Regions from separate parts of the Danio rerio genome. Here all the other regions are linked to region 3. A link is a contact called in public Hi-C and HiChIP or PLAC-seq data. All regions are on one chromosome and are shown on one strand. The core of a region is the stretch at or near the end of the contact, and the rest is flanking DNA. Distances in the headings are between cores, read along the strand shown. Region 1 holds the start of parp12b (poly (ADP-ribose) polymerase family, member 12b). Region 2 holds the start of fbxo18 (F-box DNA helicase 1). Region 3 holds the start of naf1 (nuclear assembly factor 1 homolog (S. cerevisiae)).

Region 1 (3,377 bases), core at 296-2,795, 180 kb before region 3:
ATCAATGGGTCGAACAGAACCTACAATAATGAATTGACATTATTAATTTCAATAAATTAATACTAATAACTAAATAACAATTTTATTTTGCATTTAAGGGAAAGATCGGCCAAGAACTGAACATTCTTTCATCATTCACAGCTATTTGACTTCCTTTTCATGCTTTCAAAGGAGAAACAAGTAATCTCATTACCTTAAAATGATTAAGTAAACAAATTATATGCATAATTATAAAACTTAAAATCAATTTAACCGTTCCAAGTTTCAATAGATTTACTCACTTTTTAAAGTAGTCAAACTGCGTTTTAAAGTGTATGCTATATAATATGCAGATTTTTTGTATTTTTAAACAATCAATCATTATATTTTATATCCCCATAGAAAATATGAAGCATTTAAGCATTTTTTTATTATAATGAAAAAGTATTATTATTAATGAATAATGCTGTAATAATAATCAGTTATGTACAATTATATTGATTGTAATAATTTAAAAATGATTAATTGTTGGCCAAGTTAAATTCAATCATATTTGTTATACTATCAGTCTGAAATGTGGAAAAATACATTTAAAAAGTGCATCAAAATATTTGAATGCATGTTTATAAGCGTTTAAAAAAACAAATAAACAAAAGCAAAGAAGGCCAAGTAATCATAAAACTATACTACACAAAATGATCAATGGGTTAAACAGAACCTACAATAATAAATTGACATCATTAATTTCAATAAATTAATACTTATAACTGAATAACAATTTTATTTTGCATTTAAGGGATAGTTCTCCCAAAAACTGAACTTTTTTTCATCATTTACTCACTTTCCCAAGCTATTTGAGTTTCTTTTTATGTTTTCAAAGGAAGATACTCTGAAGAATTGGGAAAAACAAAGCGGTTTATTGACTTCCACAGCTCAGTGTGAGTAAATGGTGAGGACATTGTCATTTGGTGAACTTTCCCTTTAACGCATGTGTATTTTATGTATAAACTACATCATTAACATTTTATTAATTACCATATATTTTTATTTTTCACTAACATGACAGGAAAATCTTACATTAAAGAGATACCGCTTAAAAATGTTCTCTCAAACTTACCTTCCTTTTCCATATCTGCAGTTCCCGTAGACAAAATACTTGCAGAGGTGCAAGTCTTGGCACTCGTAACATTCATTCTTGGAATATTTCTTGCAGAGTCTCAGAGATGTCTTGGCGACAACTGTGCAGTCTGATTCTGCATCCTCCTCTCCGGGTCTGCTCTGGACCATAACGAAGCGGGCGCATTTCTTGACGATGTACCAAAAATCTGCTTCGCTGATCTCAAAACGCTGGAAGACCCTCCGGTGCAGCTGGGACATTTCCATGGAGCCTTTATTGCTGCATAATATGCTGGTCGCATAATGTATGACCCGAGTGCAGTCCGACATATCGGACATAGAGATGAGAGCCTCGGGTGGGCTCCAGTCTGACTGTACTTCGATGTTTTTGAGTCTTCGTTTCTACATAAATGAAAGCGGAAACTGCAATAACGTAGTGCTAAGATTCGGTACCAAGTTTCCAGTGCCAATCATTTTCAAAATAAAAGTCTCGTGAAAACAACTATGACGGACAGACTATGGAGCCAGATCAGTCTCAAAAACAATACATTTGCGTTTATAAAATTCATAAATGCACAGCACTATTCATAAATCCACAACTCCTCCAAAAAAAGATTTGTATCGAATCATGTCCTGCCAGAAAGGTCTTAAAAATACCCCACACAAATTTAAAGGACTCCATATTCTTGGGAGCACTTTCCAATGCACATTCAGGGGTTCATAAATACATCTAACATGTTCACAAATGCATGAGGAAAGTAACCCAAGAACCATTTTAATCCATTTTAAATGTTTTTAAGATATGTGTGAGCGTTTGGGAAATATTTTTGCTTTTTACATTTGAATAGGGTATTTGCTCATCTACTGTTTTCTTCCCATACCAATAAACTTCCGGTGAACGGTTAATGTGACTTTTTAAAATTTTATACAATTCCTTTTACAGCATCGATGTTGTAATGTAATTAAAATATGATCAGTTCAATAGACTTCAGCATTCATTTAGTTGTCGAAGCGTAAACCGAGATGAAAAGCCATTTACATGCATGCTCCTGTCAGTATCAGCAGGCTACTGCAGAAACACAGCTGAAAATACTGGAGCAAAATGAATGTTCATATTTTAAAGACATGGCACGAGAAAATGTAATTTAATGTAATGCTTCTTGTACAATCTGAGACCCACTTTATATCGTATATCTATCAGGCAGTGGAGATCATTGATTCGTAAGGAAAACAGACCTTAAACGTGCAGATTTTGTAACTGCAAACAGTTAATTGACCCAGATTACTGCAAAATTAAAAGTCCTTCTGCATACTTCTGCATATACCCTATTGATGAATTTATGAATTAAAGTTGTGGATTTATGAATTGTGTTTTTACTTTACTAATTTTATGAATACAAATGTATCATTTTTGCGACTGTTCTGACTCCATAACAGACAAACAGGCAGATATATTTACTTTTTTTCTGCCACTTTCATTTTGTTTATAATATGTTTATTAATTTTATATGTATTAATTATACTTAATGTAACAATAAATCTAAGTGTTATAAATACAAACAAGTGTTATGAACACAAGACCTATTTTAATACGAATAACACTGAGTTAAAAACAATAATAATGGGTTATGTAGGATGTATAGTTAATACCGCAAGTAGCTCAATTACAGCTAAAAATAGATCTCTGGCTATTTTGAATAGAATATAACAGAATAGAATAGAATAAGATAGAATAGAACAGAATAGAATAACATAGAATAGAATTAGATAGAATAGAACAGAGTAATAGAATAGAGCAGAATAAGATAAAATAGAATAAGATAGAATATAACAGAATATAATAAGACAGAATATAATATAATATCATTTAATAGAATAGAATAAGATGGAATAGAATAAGATAGAGTAGAATAAGACAGAATGGAATAGAATAGAGTAATAGAATAGAATAGAATAGAATAGAATAGAATAGAATAGAATAGAATAGAATAGAATAGAATAGAATAGAATCTGCTCTGATCATGTGACAGATTTTTGATATACTGTAAGTTAGTGTTTTAATCTATTGGTTCAGTGCTTTTAGATGAGCTTCCTCCTGCATAATGCATTTGCCGGGGAAACCTGTTCAGTTGATCTAGTAACAGACAGACGTCGATCTAACCAACCAGCCTTTCCTTTTTGGGGTAGAGTATTAATGTCACTCTGTAGCCCAAATACAGAGACCCGTGACGCCGTCCATGACCTTTTCGGAGTTTCACCCTGCTTGCAAGACAAAGCTGTTT
Region 2 (3,390 bases), core at 56-2,555, 140 kb before region 3:
AATGTAAAATAATGTAATATAATAATATAATATAAATAATTTAACAAAACTAATCTCTTTTGAAGTGGGAAACTTTCTAATTGCTTGTCTCTAAATCGCTTAAATTCACTTGAAATCGATTGAGATCCAGCAACGTGACTATTGCAGATTCACCCATTGTGATATCGATGCTGAAACCATATATTGTATTGCATTGCATATACATAAAAACTTTTAATTAAAGTAAAATACAAATTATAACTTAAAATAAATACCTGCTTAAATTATGTATATATACAACTTATTGATTATTGAAAAAAAGCTGTTTTCCAATAAAGATATGTAAATAAAGCCTCATCATCATGTAGTGTAAAAAACATATGAAATAATAAAGAAAATGTGTCTTTATATCTGTACTTGTTAAAAAGCAATAAGTGATAACATTAAATTTTAAAGAATCAAAAATATCTTGTTGATAAATGGGTAGGTCCTGGTGGCTTGAAGGATAGCAACAAAGCATTAGTGTTTAAAATGACAGTAATTTAGCGTGTAATGTTTGAAAGACACACCTTGGGGTCCATGACCACGTCTCTCCAGTGACGGCACACCAGACTGATGTGCTGAAAGAGATCCTGAGCAGGGAGAAGAGCGAAAACTTCCCTTAGGATCTCTTCGGGCAGATCCTGGACGTGACCCTGTGGCACCTCCTGCCCTCCCCGCACTCCCAGCAGCCCAAAATGGGCATCAGGAAGAGCTTCCACCGAGTCCTCTTCGTCTCCTTTGTTCACAGCAACCTCCGCCTGCTCTTTTTTGACCGATACAATTTCCATCTCAAAGTCATCATCAAACATGTCCTCTGTGATTCCTTCCATGAAGTCCTCTTCAACATTTTCCTCTTGTGGGATGCATTTTTCTTCCTCCTCCTCCTCATTCTTTATAGGAGTTTTGGTTCCTTTTTGCGGGCTGGAACTGATGACTCCAGTGACGGAGAAGAAATCAGTGATGCCCTTCTGTTGTCCTGCACCATCTGAAGCTTAATAGCCAAAACAATAAATTAAAATGTTTGAAAAAGAAAATATTCATAGTAGCTACACTCAACCCCCCATACAAAATGCATAAAGATGCAAAAGAAACATATGAATGAGACAGTACCACGTCTTCTTCTTTTCGTGGGTGTCCTAGGCTGAAGTCTTTGGTTTGGATCTCTGTTGTTGAGACTGACACTGAATGGCTGTGTAAGAGACTGGCTCCCAGTGTTGCTTTGAGCCAGATCGTTACATTCTGAGGGCCCCAGATGCCTGCGTTTGGCCCTTCCTATTGGAAACATATGCAGATACACAGAATGACTGTGGGGAAACCACAGAAACATATATTTATGCACCTCACGAGTCGCGAGATTGGAGCTGAATGCAAACTTTAAATGCAGGCGTGTGCTCGTTTACTTACAATAGAACAGGCATTTAAATTACTCAAAAACAAACACGACGTGTAAAGAGAAAACCCACAAAGGGGGTCATCGTTAATATTTACCTATCATGGAAGACTCCATGATGAATCACAGTGCGATAAAGTGTAACTTCCACAGAAAACAACACAACAACAACTTCAGGAGGGCTCCATTTCCGCTCTACCTCGCTACAAATGAAAGGTTCCTGGCGTTATTTTCAAAATAAAAGTTCTAATAATACTTGCTTCTGATTGGACAGACGCGTGGTTTAGAGTCCACTTGATTGGTTGAGCGCTACGTTCGCGTTTGCCATGCTCACTTTTCTGTATGATATATATCTTTACGCCGGTAGAAGGCGACAAGCGACTGTTTCAGGCAATTATATGCTTTTTTGCGTCTCAAAATTGTTTTTCCTAACCGAACAAACAGTTAACATCAATAACTTCTTGAAAAGTCTTGAAGCATTGGAGTCAGCTCAGGAAGAATGAACCGGTAAGATACAACGAAAATGTCAACAAAAAAGATGACAGTGTTTGGTCACCAGCGTGATATAAACATAATTAACAATATAAACGTTAGAAATTTAATATTAACATATTTTATTTCAGCTTGTTTTCAGCTTATTTTAACTTCTGCCCCTTTTAATTTAGCTTAAAAATCGAAATATAAATAGTTATAATAGTATGGCGATAATAAAATACTGCTGATTAAATTAATGGGTTATAATAAGCTAAATTACTTCAAAACCCCCAATCAGTGTAATATAATAAGTTTTGATTTTTAAATTTTTGTCATTTTCATTTTATTTGTTCGTTTGTAGTTGATTTAAGTCACTGTCGAAACCATTCTGGCAATTTTAACCAGAGTGGAAAAAGAGGATAAATAATTTAGTTGTTAAAATATTTATACAGTTTTATTATGATATAACTGAACATATACAACCAAACATATATATGATTGAATAATCTGACAAATATAACAATTGTAAAGTAGTTAAAATACAAATAAATAACTAATTATTAAATAAATAATAATTACATATTAAATTAAATCAAATCAATAAATACATTGAGTTGAAATAAATAATTTTATATATATATATATATATATATATATATATATATATATATATATATATATATATATAAACTCTTTATAATATTTATTTGAATGACATTGTGTACATTGTTTTATACAAGAAACTATATGAATGCCTTTTGCATTTTAATATTGAGGTCCCTCACACGATCATGTTTAGGGGTCCATAGCATCCAATAGATGGCAGCAGACAGATATACTAAACTCTTTGCTCTGCCAGAGACTGTCTTGTTATAATGTGGAAATGAAAAGTTCTGTGTTTTACTCAAGCATTCACTCAAGCATTTCCAATCTTTTATGAATTCCTGTCTTCTATTAAACACAAAACAAAATATTCTGAAGATTGTTGGAAACCATTTGCTATTGACATCTATACTAGAAACAAAATTAGTATCGAAGTCAAAAGTTGCTGCTTAATATTCTTCAATATATCTTTTTTTTTGTTCAGCAGAAGAAGGAAACTCAAATGGAGGGACAGTAAATGAAGTGTGAGTAATGTACACATTGTCTTTAATGCACACTATGATAGCTATCATCTTCTTAGCTACTTTAACAACAAGATTAACTGTTAATTATTAACATTGCATCAACTTGTTACAAATGTAGGTGTCCTTATTGATTTTAAACACAGCCAGAACATTGATTTATTATTTCCAAATGACCAATAACCTTAGACGTGGAGCATGAGGACAAGGATTTTGTAAAGGTTTATTGACCTTGTTTGTTTTTGCAAGTAAATGATTTTAGTCTGAACTTGTGGATAAGTAATTATTGTGTATGTGGTGGTGGTCCTGGTCCCCATAATTGCAGACCTAACATTTGTCCACAACTATTTTTGAATGCCTTAATTACCATTTCTATGATGT
Region 3 (3,079 bases), core at 407-2,906:
GTTGACAGAATATTTTGTGTGTGTTTTCACACTTATAATGATAATACTAATAATACATATTTATTTTGGACAAATTGGTGTGAAATTAATTGTTATTAAATTACTAATAAAGCGATATATACATACAGAATGTATTAAATTCAAGTAAAGTGTCTACCTTAAGGTTTCTAATAAATTTGAAAAAGAATAAATGCATTCACGTGATAAAATATGTAAAACAAAACACATACACAACACTTTTGACCTTTTAAAACACAAACATCTTTATTATGCCACCATCACTTCTGCTAATAAGCAACTGTTACACTGAGTGACATTTTCTGAACGTGTAAAATCATGGTAAGTGTGTATGTAGACATTATTTATGCTCAAAAGAAATTAATGTACAAGGGTTCAGATGTGCTGTTTTAATGCGCACAGCTGTAGTTTGAGCCTCGTGAATTTTTGTGAAGCCCAATAGCGCTATCTGCTGGTAACTTGTTAATACTACAGCAGCCAGTAATTTGGTTATATTAAATGGTATATAACCTAAATAGAGATCAAATATTAATATAGATTTTTAAAAAAGTACATTTATTGGTGGTACATTTTAGTTGGTAGAGCGGAGGACTGTAGCGGTATCATAACACTGTCATCCTTAGGTCGCTGGTTCGAATCCGGCTCGAAGGAGTGTCTTTATTTACTTCGGTTTATACAGCTTACAATAATAACGTGTTCACATTAGAGACTTCGGGGTTGATTGAAACGAACTCTGTAGCCATTTTTGTAAGTGCGGTTCAGTTTAGACGGGGGAACAGGGACAGGATCTTGGGCAGCCCTGGTTTAAGATTATGAACACTGAACAGCCCCGCGAAATATAATACTTTCAGAAATCTCTGTCAACTTCCAAACAAACTACTACGGATTAACCGAAATATCAGCATAGACACGGAATATAGACGTCTATGGCAAGCCGTTTTAACATTTACTACTTTGTTTTGACTATCCATAAATATATTTAGAGATATCTCTAATTATATTTTGACTAGTCATAATTATAATTCGACTAGTCAGAATGACAATTAGAGATATCTGCAATTACATTTGTACTAGTACGAAATCATATTGGAGATATCTGCAAATATATTGTGACTGGTCATATTCCTCCATTGACTTCCATTGAAAAATATTTGCAGATATCTCTAAATGAGTTTTGACTAGTCACAATTGTGATTAGAGATATCTCTAAATGAATTTCGACTAGTCAATTGTAATTAGAGATATCTCTAACTGAGTTTCTACTAGTCATAAGAAGTCGACTAATTCCGCTGCTCCTGACGTCATTTCATACCCTTCGATAGCTCAGTTGGTAGAGCGGAGGACTGTAGCGGATTATCACTGAAATCCTTAGGTCGCTGGTTCGAATCCGGCTCGAAGGAGATTGTTTTTTCAAACATACGACTCGCATAAGCGTATAATTTCAGCTATGTATTGGTAATTAATGAATGACTGAAATTTTGTTTAGCTTGGCACTGTTGAATAAAATTTTATACAAATGTTCGCTTATTTTGTTTATATTTTAAACATTTAACTTTTGTTTTATCAACAGATATTGTGGCTTTTATTTTGAAAGGCTTTTTTCGGTTCCTGTTCACGTGTAGCCGATGACGTAGAATCATAGCTGAAGCGCTTTCTTCATGCTGTTCACACATGGAGAGCTAAACATGGAGAATTCAAGTACAGAAAACGCAACTTACAGCCAGGTAAAGGATGTTTTATATGCGTATGTGTGTTTCTTATCATTCACAGTCATTGTGGCACACTTGGTAGGTACTAAATATATGTATTGTATCCTCTAAAATGTGCATTTATAATTTAAACTTGAGTGATGAATAATTGAGCATGTGCATCAAGCATGAATAGCTGTAGACTAACTTAGTAAGGTTAGAGGAAGATGCAGCTCAGATTTTAAATAGATTTTTAATATATATTAGATTGCAAGTCACGGCATCAGTAACACCGCCACCCTGCTGAGTTAACTTTAATCTTGCATGCTGATTACTTAAAGAGACACTCAATGTTTTTTTTCCCCCTAAATATAATAATAACCATTAGAATTAATTCAACCATCAGCACCTTTGAGAAATGACAAAGATCATGTGCACTCACATAAGAGAATCACATCAGTTTAATAGAAAATGTTTTATTCCACATGTTCTCTTACGGTGTTAATATCATGCTGAATAATAATAATAATAATACTGATTAGGATTGTATGATATTGCAAAATTCTCATATTGCAATTTTTTATTCTGCGATATGAATACAATTTTACTAAATGAGTTGAACCATTTGGAATGGTTTTATAATTTTAGATTGATTTGGGTGGATTTTGTAGGGAAGTGCATAAAATATAAAAAACAATCTAACAGCGTCGATGAGTTCAATAACGAAAAAGATTCAAATGAAATAAACAGTGTTTTTTTGTTTGCAAGTGTTGGGTTGCAGCTGAAAGTTGGCGGTTCATTCTGCTGTGGCGACCCCTGATTAATAAAGGGACTGAGCCAAAAAGAAAATGAATGAAATTGTATTCAGGTATACAGTAATTGAATAATCAAAAGAAAAATAATACCACTTGGTCTTTGTTTTATAAACAATTCAATAAAAGTGATGGTTATAAAATTAAGAAAGGTACAAATGGTACAATTTCTTAGGCCTTAATGCTTTTAAAACCCTCACACGCCTTAGAAATCACTTGCAAAATTATGAATTTGAATCCAGACTTGCGAATGATGACATTACGATATCGATGCTGAAATGATATATTGTGCATCCCTAATAATAATAATAATAATAATAATAATAATAATTGCTATTTTTTCACATCTATATCTTGCACAAATTTTGTTTCTTTTCCAGGATCAAGATGAGACCAAATCTAAAAAAGACGAAATGGAACTGGATATCAAGACTGAAAACACAGATGTGTTAATTGGACCTACAGATGAACCATGCACCAGTGAACAGAGAGACGATCAGATCTCCAGCATTCAGCCTGAACAATCTAGCAAAGAGAATTCAGAACATCAACTTGTAAAAG

Evidence for each region. A called contact is a pair of places that touch in the nucleus more often than the background predicts. HiChIP or PLAC-seq counts read pairs in DNA pulled down with a chosen protein or histone mark.
Region 1: a contact with region 3 is called in an H3K4me3 HiChIP or PLAC-seq map of gastrula embryo, with 2.7 times the contacts expected there. The contact joins the promoter of parp12b here to the promoter of naf1 in region 3. A contact is called at or near these places in 1 of 18 Hi-C or Micro-C datasets (caudal fin) and 2 of 4 datasets of contacts at active chromatin or transcription factors (embryo and gastrula embryo).
Region 2: a Hi-C map of hematopoietic stem cells shows a contact between it and region 3, with 3 times the contacts expected there. The contact joins the promoter of fbxo18 here to the promoter of naf1 in region 3. A contact is called at or near these places in 6 of 18 Hi-C or Micro-C datasets (caudal fin, embryo, hematopoietic stem cells and 2 more) and 3 of 4 datasets of contacts at active chromatin or transcription factors (caudal fin, embryo and gastrula embryo).

What each region holds. Positions count from the first base shown.
Region 1 is chr4:10,383,503-10,386,879 of GRCz12tu, forward strand. It overlaps parp12b (poly (ADP-ribose) polymerase family, member 12b), which reads right to left and starts at 1,546. Exons shown (of 8, transcript NM_001115086.1): 1 at 1,097-1,546. The coding sequence starts at 1,434. It also overlaps a transcript of glt8d2 not described here.
Region 2 is chr4:10,428,702-10,432,091 of GRCz12tu, forward strand. It overlaps fbxo18 (F-box DNA helicase 1), which reads right to left and starts at 1,306. Exons shown (of 20, transcript NM_001045149.1): 1 at 1,114-1,306; 2 at 549-1,012. The coding sequence starts at 1,306.
Region 3 is chr4:10,564,728-10,567,806 of GRCz12tu, forward strand. naf1 (nuclear assembly factor 1 homolog (S. cerevisiae)) reads left to right here and starts at 1,657. Exons shown (of 9, transcript XM_021475221.3): 1 at 1,657-1,742; 2 at 2,899-3,079. The coding sequence starts at 1,677. trnay-gua (transfer RNA tyrosine (anticodon GUA)) reads left to right here and starts at 1,331; the gene lies at 1,331-1,418.